Linked DNA regions of Macaca mulatta: region 1 is linked to region 2. The links are chromatin contacts, called in public Hi-C maps. All regions are on one chromosome and are shown on one strand. Each heading gives the region's core, a stretch centred on a gene start, on an enhancer-like site or on the middle of the called end of the contact. The rest is flanking DNA. Distances are from core to core; before and after follow the strand shown. Region 1 overlaps LOC100423770 (guanylate cyclase 2G-like). Region 2 holds the start of GPAM (glycerol-3-phosphate acyltransferase, mitochondrial).

Evidence for each region. Hi-C and Micro-C count contacts between places; a contact is called where the count stands out from the background.
Region 1: a Hi-C map of fetal cortical plate shows a contact between it and region 2, with 2.4 times the contacts expected there. The contact joins the enhancer-like site here to the promoter of GPAM in region 2. A contact is called at or near these places in 4 of 14 Hi-C or Micro-C datasets (cortical neurons, fetal cortex germinal zone, fetal cortical plate and 1 more).

What each region holds. Positions count from the first base shown.
Region 1 is chr9:124,458,522-124,465,247 of T2T-MMU8v2.0, reverse strand. LOC100423770 (guanylate cyclase 2G-like) reads left to right here. Exons shown (of 26, transcript XM_077947987.1): 21 at 1,179-1,319; 22 at 2,184-2,376; 23 at 4,188-4,365; 24 at 5,455-5,553; 25 at 6,377-6,399; 26 at 6,623-6,726. Among named protein-coding and RNA genes, the nearest start is that of TECTB, 28 kb to the right of the region's middle. Within about 2 kb of position 5,462, at least 5 of the 40 cell types and tissues checked have an H3K27ac peak or open chromatin away from gene starts, as enhancers often do. A contact at or near this core is called in fetal cortical plate, where this site is marked.
Region 2 is chr9:124,340,831-124,347,738 of T2T-MMU8v2.0, reverse strand. GPAM (glycerol-3-phosphate acyltransferase, mitochondrial) reads left to right here and starts at 3,871. Exons shown (of 21, transcript NM_001266771.1): 1 at 3,871-3,953; 2 at 4,944-5,074; 3 at 6,164-6,286. The coding sequence starts at 4,973.

The DNA of each region.
Region 1 (6,726 bases), core at 4,213-6,712, 120 kb before region 2:
AGGCGTGAGCCACCGCGCCCAGCCAGCTATGCATTCTTAACACGATAGCCCTGTGTTCTGCATTTCCAAGCTCATAAGTTTTTAAATTTTAAAAATTATTTTTATATTGTTTTTAAAATTAACAAATGAGGCTGGATGTGGTGGCTCAAGCCTGTAATCCCAGAACTTTGGGAGGCTGAGGCAGGTGGATCACCTGAGGTCAGGAGATTGAGACGGGGCTGACCAACATGGTGAAACCCCGTCTCTACTTAAAATACAAAAATTAGCCAGACGTGATGGCACACACCTGTAATCCCAGCTACTCGGGAGGCTGAGACAGGAGAATCGTTTGAACCTGGGAGGTGGAGGTTGTTGTGAGCTGAGATCGCAGCACTGTACTCCAGCCTGGGTGACACAGCAAGACTCCATCTCAAAAAAATAAAATAAAAATAAAAAATAAAATTAACAAATGAAACATTGTTTATATTTATGGTATACCTGATGTTTTGGGACATATATACTGTGTGGAATGATTAAATCAAGGTAGTTAACCTAAAGGTACATCTTAAGTAAGCTTAAGATACATCCTGATTTTTTACTTAGAAAATATGGACCTCAATGTTATAAGTCGATTTACCTATGTGAGTCTAGGTCTCCTCATCTGAAGTTGAGGAATTTAAATGAGTTCTCTGAAGACCCTTCGAAAACAAAGGACTAATGGAATCTAGAACTGCCCCTTACATTAGACCATCTGAAAAGAAAGGAATGACCCATCCCACAATCTGCATTCTCAATGTCTGTTGGGAAGCGGGGAATGGGCCATTGAAGGCGGCTATTTGTTGAGTGCCTGTGGATGGATGTGGCCCTAGACACTTTATGCATGTTATCTCCCTACATCCTCAAAATAACAGTGTAATCGTACGTACATGAGGTACGTGTGATTATCTTCATTTTCCAAATGAGTGAAGTGAGACTCAGAGAAATGAAGGAGGCAGCTTAAGCTCAGAGGGCTGGTGAAAGGCTCTGTCCTGTCACGCAGCTGCATTGTCATTGTCACCTCCCTGATGTCCGCTGCCAACCCTTAACTAGGACACCTGAAAGGTGAGAAATATTTTCCTGGAATGTGTAGTTGGAAGCTCTGTTCCACTGAGGCCCTAAGGGTCTTAGGAGAAAACATCAATGTCTGATTTCTTTTAAAGCCACGTGAGCATACTGGCCAGTATGATGAGCAAGCTGGAAGTGTATGCCAATCACCTGGAGGAATTGGTGCAAGAGAGGACCAGCCGGCTGACCGCAGAGAAGAGGAAGGTGGAGAAGCTTCTGTCCACTATGACGCCCAGGTATTCGGAAGCAGTGGGGACTTGACAAAGCTGCAGCATCACCATCTAGCAGCCCCACATAGGCGGGATAATTTCCATGATTACTTTTCTAAGAGGATGTCAGGCTCTTCTAAAAAGGGTCAGGCATTTTTTGTGCAGTTTGGTACACCTGTAAAGGGAGATAGAAGCAAACTCTCCTGAATCCATAGGAATAGAGGCTGCAGTCCGTCTTTTACGTGGCGGGTGGCGGATGCAGCAACAGGAGAGTAGCCACTAGATGGCGCCCTCGTTTCACGAGTCTGACTAATTGCTACCTCCCCTGTATTTGATTGTAGGTCCAAAACCTCTGCACAGTTTAATATGTACCTGTGGCTTCACATTCAAATATTGCTCCATTTTTTGGTTCTGTTTCTACATGTTCACTCTCTTAACACTTGGCAGAAGTATTTGCTGTTAAAATTCCTGTGCACTTCTTGCATGTCTAGACCAAAGACATGGGGGCAGGGATTTTTAGTGAGATTGGTTGACTGAAATGAAATTGATTTGTGGATTGGTGAATGGTTATATTCGCTTCCACAACTGCAGAGTCTTTACACTCTAACTCTATAACCAATATACATCAAGAAAATCCTTTTTGTAAGGGCATTATGTGACCCTCTCTCCTACCCCCCCACCCCACCATTTATACCCATCAATTAAAATATCTCTTTAGAGAGAATGCAAGTGGAGAAGTGGATGTTGAAAGAATTCCTGTAGATAATGAATTTTGTTAACCAAAAGATTAGCCACTGAAGCAAAAGGACCAATGAGGACAACTTCGTGGGAGCCTGTAGGAGATGAGATGAGTAAGATCCATTAAAAAATGATCCCTTTCTCTGGTTTCAGCTTCACTGGAGAACAACTCCTAGCTGGAAGGTCCGTGGAACCAGAACATTTCGAGTCTGTGACAATCTTTTTCTCTGACATTGTTGGATTCACAAAGCTATGTTCTCTCAGCTCCCCCTTGCAAGTCGTCAAGCTCCTCAATGACCTGTACAGTTTATTCGATCACATCATCACAAATTACCGTGAGTATAAGGTGAGACGTCTCATCCTGGCTGTGAGGTCATGCGTGCTCCTTGCGGGCTGTCTCTGTGGCCTGACGGAGGATGGAACTGATTCCAGACATCAGCCAGGAGGAAACTCCATTTCAGTCTATGTCACTTCATGGCAGAAACTCAGTATTTTATTTGTATGTTTTGTTGGAAGAGGTCTTGATTAGTCACAGATGTATGTGCTTGTCAAAAATCACCAGTTTCCTCTGTTTTTCCTCTGTTTCCTTCCATTATTTCATCTCACAGTAAACACTTTTTAAAAAGAGGCATTGATCTTCCACTGGCTAATTCCTTCCCGTCTTTCCTAAATACATTTCCTTCCGAGGCAGAGAGGCTCCTGTTTAGTCTCCTTCAAAGATTGTCCTTGGATCTTGTGTGGGTCTCACCTCTGTTGTCCTGATCCTTAGCAATTCAGAGTGAAGAAAGACTCCCAATTTTAGACTATCAGACTCATGGCTAAAAGGGGGGCAGCAACAATTACCTGCTGGGTGCTACTCTGGGAGACAGAAGGACACGGTCACCTAGAGTGAAAACCATTTTTGATGGGGAAAACAGAGACATTTTGGCTCTTCATGACTGCCAGGTGGTGGTGGTGATGAGGGCTGCTTTCTGTGTGTTCTGACTCTTTAGAAGGGGTCAGATCATGACTCCAGGCACAGTACCGTGTGCCTGTGCTCATATATGCCTGGTGGGCAGCCACAAGTGCACCAGCTCCGACCACAATCCCAGGGCCCTGCCTCTGCCTGTGGACCTGGGGACAGCGAGATTTGGGGGACAGTGTGGTCATATGGTCACATATCTCAGTGACAGAGTGACACATCTTCAATGTTGATCTCCCAGTGTTCCCCTCAAATGACGCCTCTGTTCAAGGGTGAAAGAAAGGATAGTATAGATAACCTTGAAGAGCAGACCACACACACCCAACAAAATCAGAGCCCTCCCTGCTCAGGAGGACGTCTTCTGGGATTTTCCTCTTAGTATTACCTGCTCAGTTGTGTTTTGCTTGAGCTCATTTTAAAACTTAGTTTGTATTTCTAAAGGATGTTATCACGGTGGGGAGAGGAAACCCAGAAGCAGGTGAGGCTTGTTGACTGGTTGACTTCGCATCATTTCGGGGTCACCAGAACAGAGGTGTTCTTACCGTCTGGCTGATGCCTGCAATTCAGCCTTCACCACATCATCTTTGGATTCTGCTAAAATGCAAATGTGTCTGGAAAGGGCTGTAACTACTTGTCATTTATTTCTCTCTTGTGAATGACAGATCTGAAAGCTGATTTTATTAGGAGGATAGAGGGGGAAGAGGACAGACAGGCAGATACATACTATATATATGAATACAGTTTGTATAATGTATAATGCTTACCCATTTATAAATGTGTCTAAGAGCCCTTGTGTGGGGCGTGGACATTTCGGTTTGGGGGAGATGGTCTCTGCTTGACCGATCCACCTCACCCTTCCTGGTTGACTCCAGGAGCACACTGCTCCCTGTCTCACTGGTTCTGAATTTGGGCTGGGGAAATAGAGTCACTGCTGCTATTGGATTTCAGAGGAGGAAACAGTAAATGTGGGGAAGGAGGCTGGGGGAAGGAGGGTGAGGTGGGCTTTGTGGAAGAGCCATTACAAGGGCAGGAACTGAAGAAATGCTGGAACTTGCATGGGGTGGAGGTCAGGGAGTGTGACACATCCAAAAACAGGGCCTCGAGGCTGGGGACGAATGTGGGGCCTTAATCTCTGACCCACCCCGACCCTTGGCCTCCCTCATGGGAAACAAAGGTCACTCTCGCTTTGTTTTCAGGTTGAGACCACTGGAGACGCATACATGGTGGCTAGCAGACTCCCTATCTGCAATTGAAGCCAGCATGTGGCTGAGATTGCCACCATGTCCCTGCACTTCTCAGTGCCACCATTCATTTGCTTCCAGACTGGGCACTTGCTCCAGGAGAAGCTCCAGCTTCGGATTGGCTTCCACACAGGTAGACAAAACTGATGGCCTGATGGTCCAGGGATGACGGCAGGTCGTTCTGGGTTCCATTCCTGTGCCCAAGGCTTTTAGGAACCTGGACATTGAACGGTAACCTCTTTAGGGGAAATAAAAGATTGAATTGTCTCTGCATGTGTGTTTCTATTTAGCTAGGTTGCTTGGTAACAACAAGGACACACAGTGGCTTCAATGTATTCAACCAAAAATAAAGACTGGGCGCGGTGGCTCACACCTGTAGTCCTAGCAAATTGGAAGGCCGAGATGGATGGATTACCTGAGCTCAGGAGTTTGAGACCAACCTTATCAACATGGTGAAACCCTGTCTGTACTAAAATACAGAAAACCAGCCAGGTGTGGTGGCAGGCACCTGTAATCTCAGCTACTCAGGAGGCTGAGACACAAGAATTGCTTGAACCTGGGAGGCGGAGGTTGCAGTGAGCTGACATTGTGCCACTGCACTCCAGCCTGGGCAACAAAGTGAAACCCTGTCAAAAAAAAGAAAAGAAAAGAAAAAAGAGAGAGAAAAAAAAGGAAGAGACCAAACCCCAGGACGGGTTATATAGGGCTACTTTTCCTCCACGCCTCAACATCAAATGCCCTTTGATGTGGTCTGTGTTTGCCAACTCATGGGCATGTGATCTGTGCAGAAGTGGTCCATGCTTCATTTCATGCTCTTCTGTTACCATCTGGCAATTCTTAATCATCTTTGCACAAAGTATCCTGTGTTTTCACTCTGCACCTGTTCCAGCAAATTTTGTAGCCAGTTATGCTACTACCTATCTTCCAGGGCTCAACAAAAACAAAACTCCATCCTCAGAATGAATTGCTCCCATGTTTGTGCCACTGTTGGCATTGTTCACAGCTCTAGTTCATGAGTGACACGGTCATTTAATGACCGTGATGATGTCGCTTTCCAGCAGGAGTTGGGGTTCTGTTGGTCTCCTTTCTGTAAACCCTAAAATCTATTGCCAAACTTTGCCCCAAGAGGGCGCATCACTACATTTGTTGATTTGATGCGCATCATAGAGTCCAGCCTCAGGCAATGCAGAGCAGTTATGGTCTTTGGTTCTCCACTCTTCAGGTCCTGTGGTGGCTGGTGTGGTGGGAATTACCATGCCCAGATACTGTCTATTTGGAGACACTGTGAACATGGCATCCAGAATGGAGAGCAGCAGTTTGCGTGGGTATCACTGATGACACTTTGTAAACACAATATTGTTATCCCTCCAGGCCCCTAGCTTTAACCAGGGGATACTTTTAGAAGAGGCGTTTGCTTTTTGCCTACTGTTTTCCTTCTGGAGGATAAGATCATTATCCACTTCAGGCAACACTGATCACACACTTTATAGACAGGGTTTTGCACTGTGCTCTCGTTAGAACCATGCAAATACACATACCCTCCTTTCTTCTGTGACTTTCCATTCTAAGCAATCACACATGCATATAATAAAATTACTTAAATGAAGAGCAGGAGTTGGAAAACTTTTTCTTTCTTTCTTTCTTTTTTTTTGAGATGGAGTCTTACTGTGTCACCCAGGCTGGAGTGCAGTCGTGTGATCTTAGTTCATTGTGACCTCTGCCTCCTGGGTTCAAGGGATTCTCCTGTCTCAGCCTCCCAAGTTGCTGGGATTACAGGCATGTGCCACCACACCTGGCTTTTTTTTTTTTTTTTTTTTTTTTTGATTTTTAGTAGAGACTGAGTTTCACCATGTTGGTCAGGCTGGTCTTGAACTCCTGACCTCAAGCGATCCACCCACTTCAGCCTCCCAAAGTGCTGGGATTAGCTGGCATCAGCCACTGCATCTGGCCTGGAAAACCTTTTCTATACAGGGCCAGACAGTAAATATTTCAGGCTTCAGGGGCCATAGAGTCTTTGTTGTAACTACTTAACTGCTGTTGTAGCTCAAAAGCAGCAATAGACAATACGTCAATCAACAGGCATGGCCATGTTCCAATAAAACTTTATTTGCAAACACAAGTAGTGGGCTGAATTTGGCCCATAGGTGATAATCTGCCCTTCTCCAAGGTAGAGTATATTCTTCGTGGTACAGAAGAAATCTATAGCCAGGACCTCCAGGGAATATTACATCCTTTTGCTTTATAGTAATTTTATTTCATTGACCATTGCCAGGCACTTGTATGCTGTTTATCAGTTGGGACATGTAAAAAAGAATTACTCAGTGATGTAAGTTTCAAAAAGATTTAGGTGATTAACATTGTTTTGTTTTAAATTTGTAAATTTTCCACAGGGCAAAAGAGAGCAAACAACTTTCTGGTTGAAAGGTAAAGAAGGCTTCACTCTTCCACTCCCCGAATTTACTCAGGAAAAAGCCAAAGTCCCAGAGATATTGTG
Region 2 (6,908 bases), core at 2,622-5,121:
TTAAAAACAGCTTAATCCTTTGGTAGCTGGCTTTTAAGATTTCTTAGATAGAATCAGAGTAGCTTTTACATTAGGGCTACTTTTGCCCCACTACTGAAGCAAAACCATTTGAATTGTGAATTATGAGGTTTTCCAGTGTGGGTGCCAGGATCAGGCACTATTTCTGGTCCTGTAGGTTCAGCTGGGTACCTTTCTACTCTGCCTTGTGGGAGCAGAATTAATTTCCTACCCTGTGCAAGCTTTAGTACTTGCTCTCTCTTTTGTTCATACATGATTATTTCCTGCCCTTAGGTAGCTTCCTCACACACCTGCTCTAATAAGCAGAAGACTGGAGTGAGATCTGTTGTAGATCTCCACAGCTCCTTCTTTCTCTGTGTAGCTTTCTCCTTGCTGATACACAACTCTCAGTTCCAGCTGCTTTGGCCTCCCTGCTCTCCCAGTTCCATCTCCTCAACTCAGGGAGTCTGCCTAGCTCTTTTGTGCTGCTCCCTCTAGTTAGTAAATCAAGGCAATCATAGGGCCACCTCATTTGTTTTCCCTCCTCAAGGACCACTGTCCAGCACAATGTTTAAAAGTCATTGTCTTATAAACGCCTGCTTGTTTTTGTTTTTAGTTGTTTTAGGCAGGAGAGTAAATTCAGTCCTGTTGCTCCATCTTAGCTGGCTAGACTGGATTGCTATAAATGACTGTGGCTCTCTTCATAAAACAGATTGCCAAGGGTGTCACCTGTTTCCAAAACAATTGTTAAGTAACATGAAACACCTGACATTGCAATGTACATCAGCTTCTCAGTAACGACTGTGCAACAAACAGGCATTACCGAAGAGTGGCCTATGAATGAATTTTATGTAAGATGATCCATTTTCCCCTTTGGCTTACATTTTAAAACTCCTGTGGTATTCTCTCTAGTGAATTTGTTGTTACTTTCTCTATAGTAGTTACTTCAAACCCTAATACTTTCCCCTATTTTCTCCCTTCTTTCTTTTTTTCCTTGTCATGGGCCAATAACCTGTATACAAAATTTCATAATGTTTTGGGGTTAAAATTCATCTTTCTCTAGTTAGCATAAAGTACTTGAGTATTTAAGTGTGTGCTTATTGCTAAGATTATGTGTGTGGGTTGAATAAAGACAGGGTCTTTGACCTCAAGAAGCTCAAAATCTTTTAAAAAATATGAATATAAACTCCCATTGTTTTTGATTGTTGCAAAAGAGGAGAACATTTGCATTTTGGGGTGGATTTATACACCGAGGCATAAGAAAGTTCAAGCTTTATACACAGAGGCATGAAAAATTCAAGAGAAGGATTTTTTTTTTTTATTGTTCCTTAGCCCCAATAAGTACTGAGTGCTTACTATACAACAAGAGACTTTGGTGTTAACTAAGAGACTGAGGCAAGTCACTGACATAATGTGTTTGTAATCTTCTAGAAGACTTGACAGAAATTGAGAAAGATCCAAGGTGTGGTATTGTAGTACATATTTGAGATGTCACAGGAGAGTGTGGTTATTGAGGGCTGGAGAGATTAGGGAAGGCTTGAAGAACTAGTTCAGGAAGGAACTGTGGAGTTTCAGGGAGAACTGTATAAGCAGAATTAAGAGGATGAGTACCCATGGCTTGTCTAAGAACAACCAGAGAGGAAGTAAAAGGCTTCTGCTGGAGAAGAGGGAATAGCAGAGGCCTCTCTGTGGAGGCCTTATTGTGTTCCAGGCTCAGGCATTTGTCCTATGAGGGGCTGTAGATGATTTTTTTCCAGGTGGATATGCACGAAGATTTGTATTGAATAGGGGATTAGGATTAGTGAGTATATGAGGGACAAGGACTGGCAGCAGAGGCTTGAGGGAAGGGCATATGCCTTAATCATCTTTGTATTCCCAGATCCTAGTTCATACTCAATGTTTGTTGCTTGAGTGTATGTAAAAGTTTATTTATTGTATTTCGAGACAGGGTCTCGTTGCCCACGCTGGAGTGCAATGGTGTAATTTTGGCTCACTGCAACCCCTTGCCTACCAGACTCCAGCAATCCTCCCACCTCAGCCTCCTGAGCAGCTGGGACTATAGGTGTGTGCCACCACCCCCCGGATAAAAAAGGTTATTTTTCCTTCTAAATTGTTAATGCTCTTGATAATCATTGGCCTTGCCAATGGCATGACAAGTATTGTGAAAGAACTTCATGGTCAGTGTTATTTTGTTCCAAGGGCTAAAGGTAGGCCAACTTCAACTCAGACTCCTTCAAGTCATTTTTTTAAAATTATATTTTAAATTAACTAAATAGTTGCATATATTTAGGGGGTACAAATCAATGTTATGACTTAATACAATGTGGAATAACTGAATCAAGCTAATTGACATATCCACCTCAGATATTCCTGTTTTTGTGGTGAGAACTTTTGAAATGTACTCTTAGCGATTTTGAATTGTATAATACATTATTTACTATGTTCACTATGGTGTGCAACATATAGTCCAAAGGGGGAAAAAAGTCCTTATTTCTCCTAACTCAGGCTTTTTATCCTACAAACCTTATTTGCTTCTTTACATATCTCATTCTCCTCCTTAAAGGAAAAGGCACTCAGCCACTTTTGTAGAAATTACACAGCATGGCCATTTGCAATCCCTGCCTCTCCCATTCGTAATAAATCCTACATAGTCTTACAGATCTCATAAAAATTCAGACCACACACATAACCTGATAGCCCACGCGCACATTCCCAACAAAGCCTGGAAGAGGGACAACCTCCCAGATAAGCTGAATTCACACAAAGCAGAATCACGTACCCACACACACTCACACACGCATGGCCTAGGCAGTGTAACCATCTGTCCAGGCGCTCACACACTATCTTTAGCCACACACAGGAACGCACAGTCGAGTACACACATTTCACCCTCGGATCCACGCACGCTCCCCGAGACCCGCAGGCCGGGCCCTGCCCCCGGCGCTGGCTCGCCGGTGGCCTGCGTCAATTCCACGCGCCGGTTGCGTCATCATGGTGCGCCATTGCAGCAGGCATTGGCCGGGACTTGAAGTGCGGGGTGCTGCAGCAGCCGAAGCCGGAGCTGCTAGGGTGCGAACTGCGAGAGCAGGTGTGGGCTGCGAGAGGCTGCTCTGGCCGGGAGCGCCGGGACAAGTGCATGGAGCTGGTGCGGGACCTGCAAGTTGCTGGGGCAGTCGTGTCCCCTTTTCCCCGACCCCCGAGCTCCGGGCTTCTCCCTGAGAAATGGGTCGGGCTCGTGCAGGGGTGGGGGCAGGATTCATCTCTCCTAGGGGGACCAGACTGGGGCATGGGTTCCTCTGGGTTGGAGTCCTTATGGACTCAGTCCCCTAAGCATCTGCACGCGCGGAGGCGCCGCCAGCCAGCCCGCTTGGGTCCCTGGGGGACACTGAGGCAGCAAGGGGTGCTCTGAAAGGAGCCGGTATGCTGGAGATAATGACAGCGTCACCATTGATTGGACTGAGCGCTCACTGTGTGTTACACACTGTTTTAGACCCTTTGTTTATGTTATTCAGTCCTCTCAGCAACCCAGGAGGTAAGAGCTATCATTCTGCCCATTTTCCAGATGGGAAAACCAAGGCATAGAAGTTAACCAGCTTATGGTAATAAAACAATCACACAGATGGTAAGCAGTGGAAGATTTAAACCTCAGAGCCGGTCTTCCAGCCTCTGTCCTTTTCAGATCCTCCAGTCAGCTTCCCTCAGCGCATGCTGGCTGGTGCCTCTGGGATATTGCTTCTTTATTACTCCTTGACCTTGAGCGAACTGTGGGGAGGGAGGAAGTGCAAAACGTGGACCTCCTATTGGCACAAGCGAGCCTCTTTGTCCTCTCCTCATCCCTTCTTCACTTCGTTTTCTCAGGCAGCAGCGGCTCCCCTGTTGTATGGACATTCTGCACCCGAAACTGATAGCTGAGTCCTGAAGTTTTATGTTATGAAACAGAAGAACTTTCATCCCAGGTGCATTGGTTTATTCTCTCCCCTAGCCTGTTATGTTAGATAGTACTTATGTTAAATTGTTAAGAACATAGGTGGTTATGCCGAGAATAGCAGTGACTGGAGCAAACCCATGTGGGGATTGTAAAGAGATTGGAATATGCCTTCCAAAGGAACACTATTAATCTAGACATGACTTTTCAGGATGTTAAAGGAATAATTTTAGGCCAGGTGAGAAACAGGCAAAATCAAAAATAATTTAAGGCTAGAGACTATGTTTGAAAGTTTTTCTATTTGGGGTTAATATCTATTTTAGGAGTTTACTCTTAGTGAACCTTTTTCCTTAGGGTGGAAAAAAGCTTATCGAAAAGGATGAAAACTTATACATCAGATATTTCAAAATAGTGTGCTTTTCTTTCAGAGCTTTGTAGCTTTGTATTACCTTTGTATTAAAAGTGAAAATGTTTCTTTTAGGACATCACAAGAAAATTAAAATCTTAATTCAATTTAAGTAGGGGAACTTAAGGGGTGCCCTAATTGCCTTAATTAAATAAACATGCCTTCATTCTGCCAGGAACTATTCAATTATTAACAAAAACGAAATAAAAATAAGCTCTTATTTTCACTTGCAAATGACTGTTCATAGCTATTTTGTTTGGATACAATTCATAGCTAATTTGTTTGGAAACCATTTTGTTTGGATACTATATTTTGTTTGGATACTATTCATAGCTGTTTTGTGTGTATACAAAGGATACAATGTTGTATCCTTATATATTCAGGAAGTCTTAGAATGCAAATGCTGATTTTTTTTTTTTTCTAGTCAGGGCCGCCTAACTGTGTTCATATAAACACATCAAAGTCAGTTTTTACCTTGTAACTCAACATCGTAGAAGTCTATCAGTTCATTTGCTATCCCATTATGGAGCAAAGTAATGTAGAAATCAGAATTTTGAGTTCTGGTATTTACTCTTTTGATTCCTTGTTAATTTAAGTGGTACTTATTTTTTATAGCACATGATTTGGGAATTACACTTTGTGACATGGATGAATCTGCACTGACCCTTGGTACAATAGATGTTTCTTATCTGCCGAATTCATCAGAATACAGTGTTGGTCGATGTAAGCACACAAGTGAGGAATGGGTAAGTTTAGGATAGCGTTAAAAGCATTCAGGCTAAAGATGTTCACTTCAGTGGTGTTTGTGAAGGTGCACATACTGGCAGCAACATAATATCACGTCGCGATTAATAGCTACAGAAACTGGTAAGTTTATGAAGCCTAATAAAAATTTTTATGGCATTATATTGGGAAGAAAAAATGGTTAGGAAATTAATGTACACTGATGATGTTAGAAAATGAAACAATCATTTTGCATAGGAAAAAAAGTAGTAGTTTTGGGTTGGGTAAGAAATTCTTTGTTTCTTTCTTTCTCTTGGTATGTACTTTCCATGAGTTATACTTAAAAAGCATGAATTTTATAATAGAAATAAACTTTAAAAAATTAAAAATAGGAATGTATAGTATGAATTCAATCCAAAAGGCATACATTTTCTTGGATTGTTTTTCTTATTTCAGTATAACATGATGTATTTTAAATATTATCTCAATTGTCTTTATATAAAAAATAGTGGGGTTTTTTTTTCTTGCTTAATTTTGAGAATGTTATATCTGTATAACAGAGATTTGAGCAACTGAGCTCAAAGTTAAGCATTTTTAGAATAGAAGAGCAAGGTTTGACCCTAATTGAACAGCATAGCTATAATTTAAATTCTGGTCTTTAAGTTCCCTTAATAAGATAAAGGAATGTTATATAAGTTTACCTTTTTTTCCAAATTTAAAGTAAAATTATAAAAACTTGCTCACTATGTAAGGCCTTCATGTTCTGTAGTGGGACTGTGTGATTTAAAAGGGGGTAAGGTTAATTGTTAGACTAGAGATCCCGGAGTCTGAATTTATTTATCTTGCTATCAGAAGTCTGTTTGACCTTCTACAATTTAGTTTTTAAATTTTTGAATACTGCTTTCAGTGTGTAGCTGTTACTATGCTTGGGTGCTCAACGTTTGCTTATGTGGTAAGCTTTTATCCAAGTGTTGATCATGGAGGGAGTACTTAAATGAAAATCACTCCGAATATGCCAGAAGTTTTTCTTCTGTCCAAAATAGTTTTTGAGATCAAGTAGACAAGTATTCTCTTGCCATTTATAAACTATTTTTTTCCTTAATATTTGTCAGGGTGAGTGTGGTTTTAGACCTACTGTCTTCAGATCTGCAACTTTAAAATGGAAAGAAAGCCTAATGAGTCGGAAAAGGCCATTTGTTGGAAGATGTTGTTACTCCTGCACTCCCCAGAGCTGGGTAAGAACCTTACTGCTTATGGACCTTAATACTCAGCATAAAATATGATTTCCAACTTTGTAGTAGGCGGTCTTATTGGACTAAATTCACTTTCAGAACAGAGACCCATGTTTATGAACTAAATATTTCAAGTAAAGATGTTGTCACACTTTTTGTTTCCATTCATTTATTCAGTAAATATTGGTCCCATAATTGATACTGGGTAACATTCTAGTTCTTTTGAGGTTTTAGTAGGATTTTAAGGGGGAGAGTAGATCTTACTTTCAGTTAAGTCTTCAAAGGAGTTAGTGGGAACCTTCATGAACTTTTAGTTGTTGAACTTTAGCACTTAACATTAAAATCCTAGCAAGATAAGAAAGAGATAATGGGACAGAGTAAGAAGTTAAAGCTGTGACTTTGCTCTGAGCCTTTGCTAATGGAAGGTGTCTGTTGACTTTGTGATAGTGAAGGATTGTCACTAAAATGTTAGAATGAAGATTTAAGAGAGTGTATATGGGTTTGTTGATTGTATTTTGGTGAAAAAACACAAGCCATGCAATATCTTTTGCATTACAGTGTAGTCTTTGAGAAGAGTTGAGTGGGTGAGAGGTATGTTTTCGGTGGTAGTTGAAGAGAAGGACAA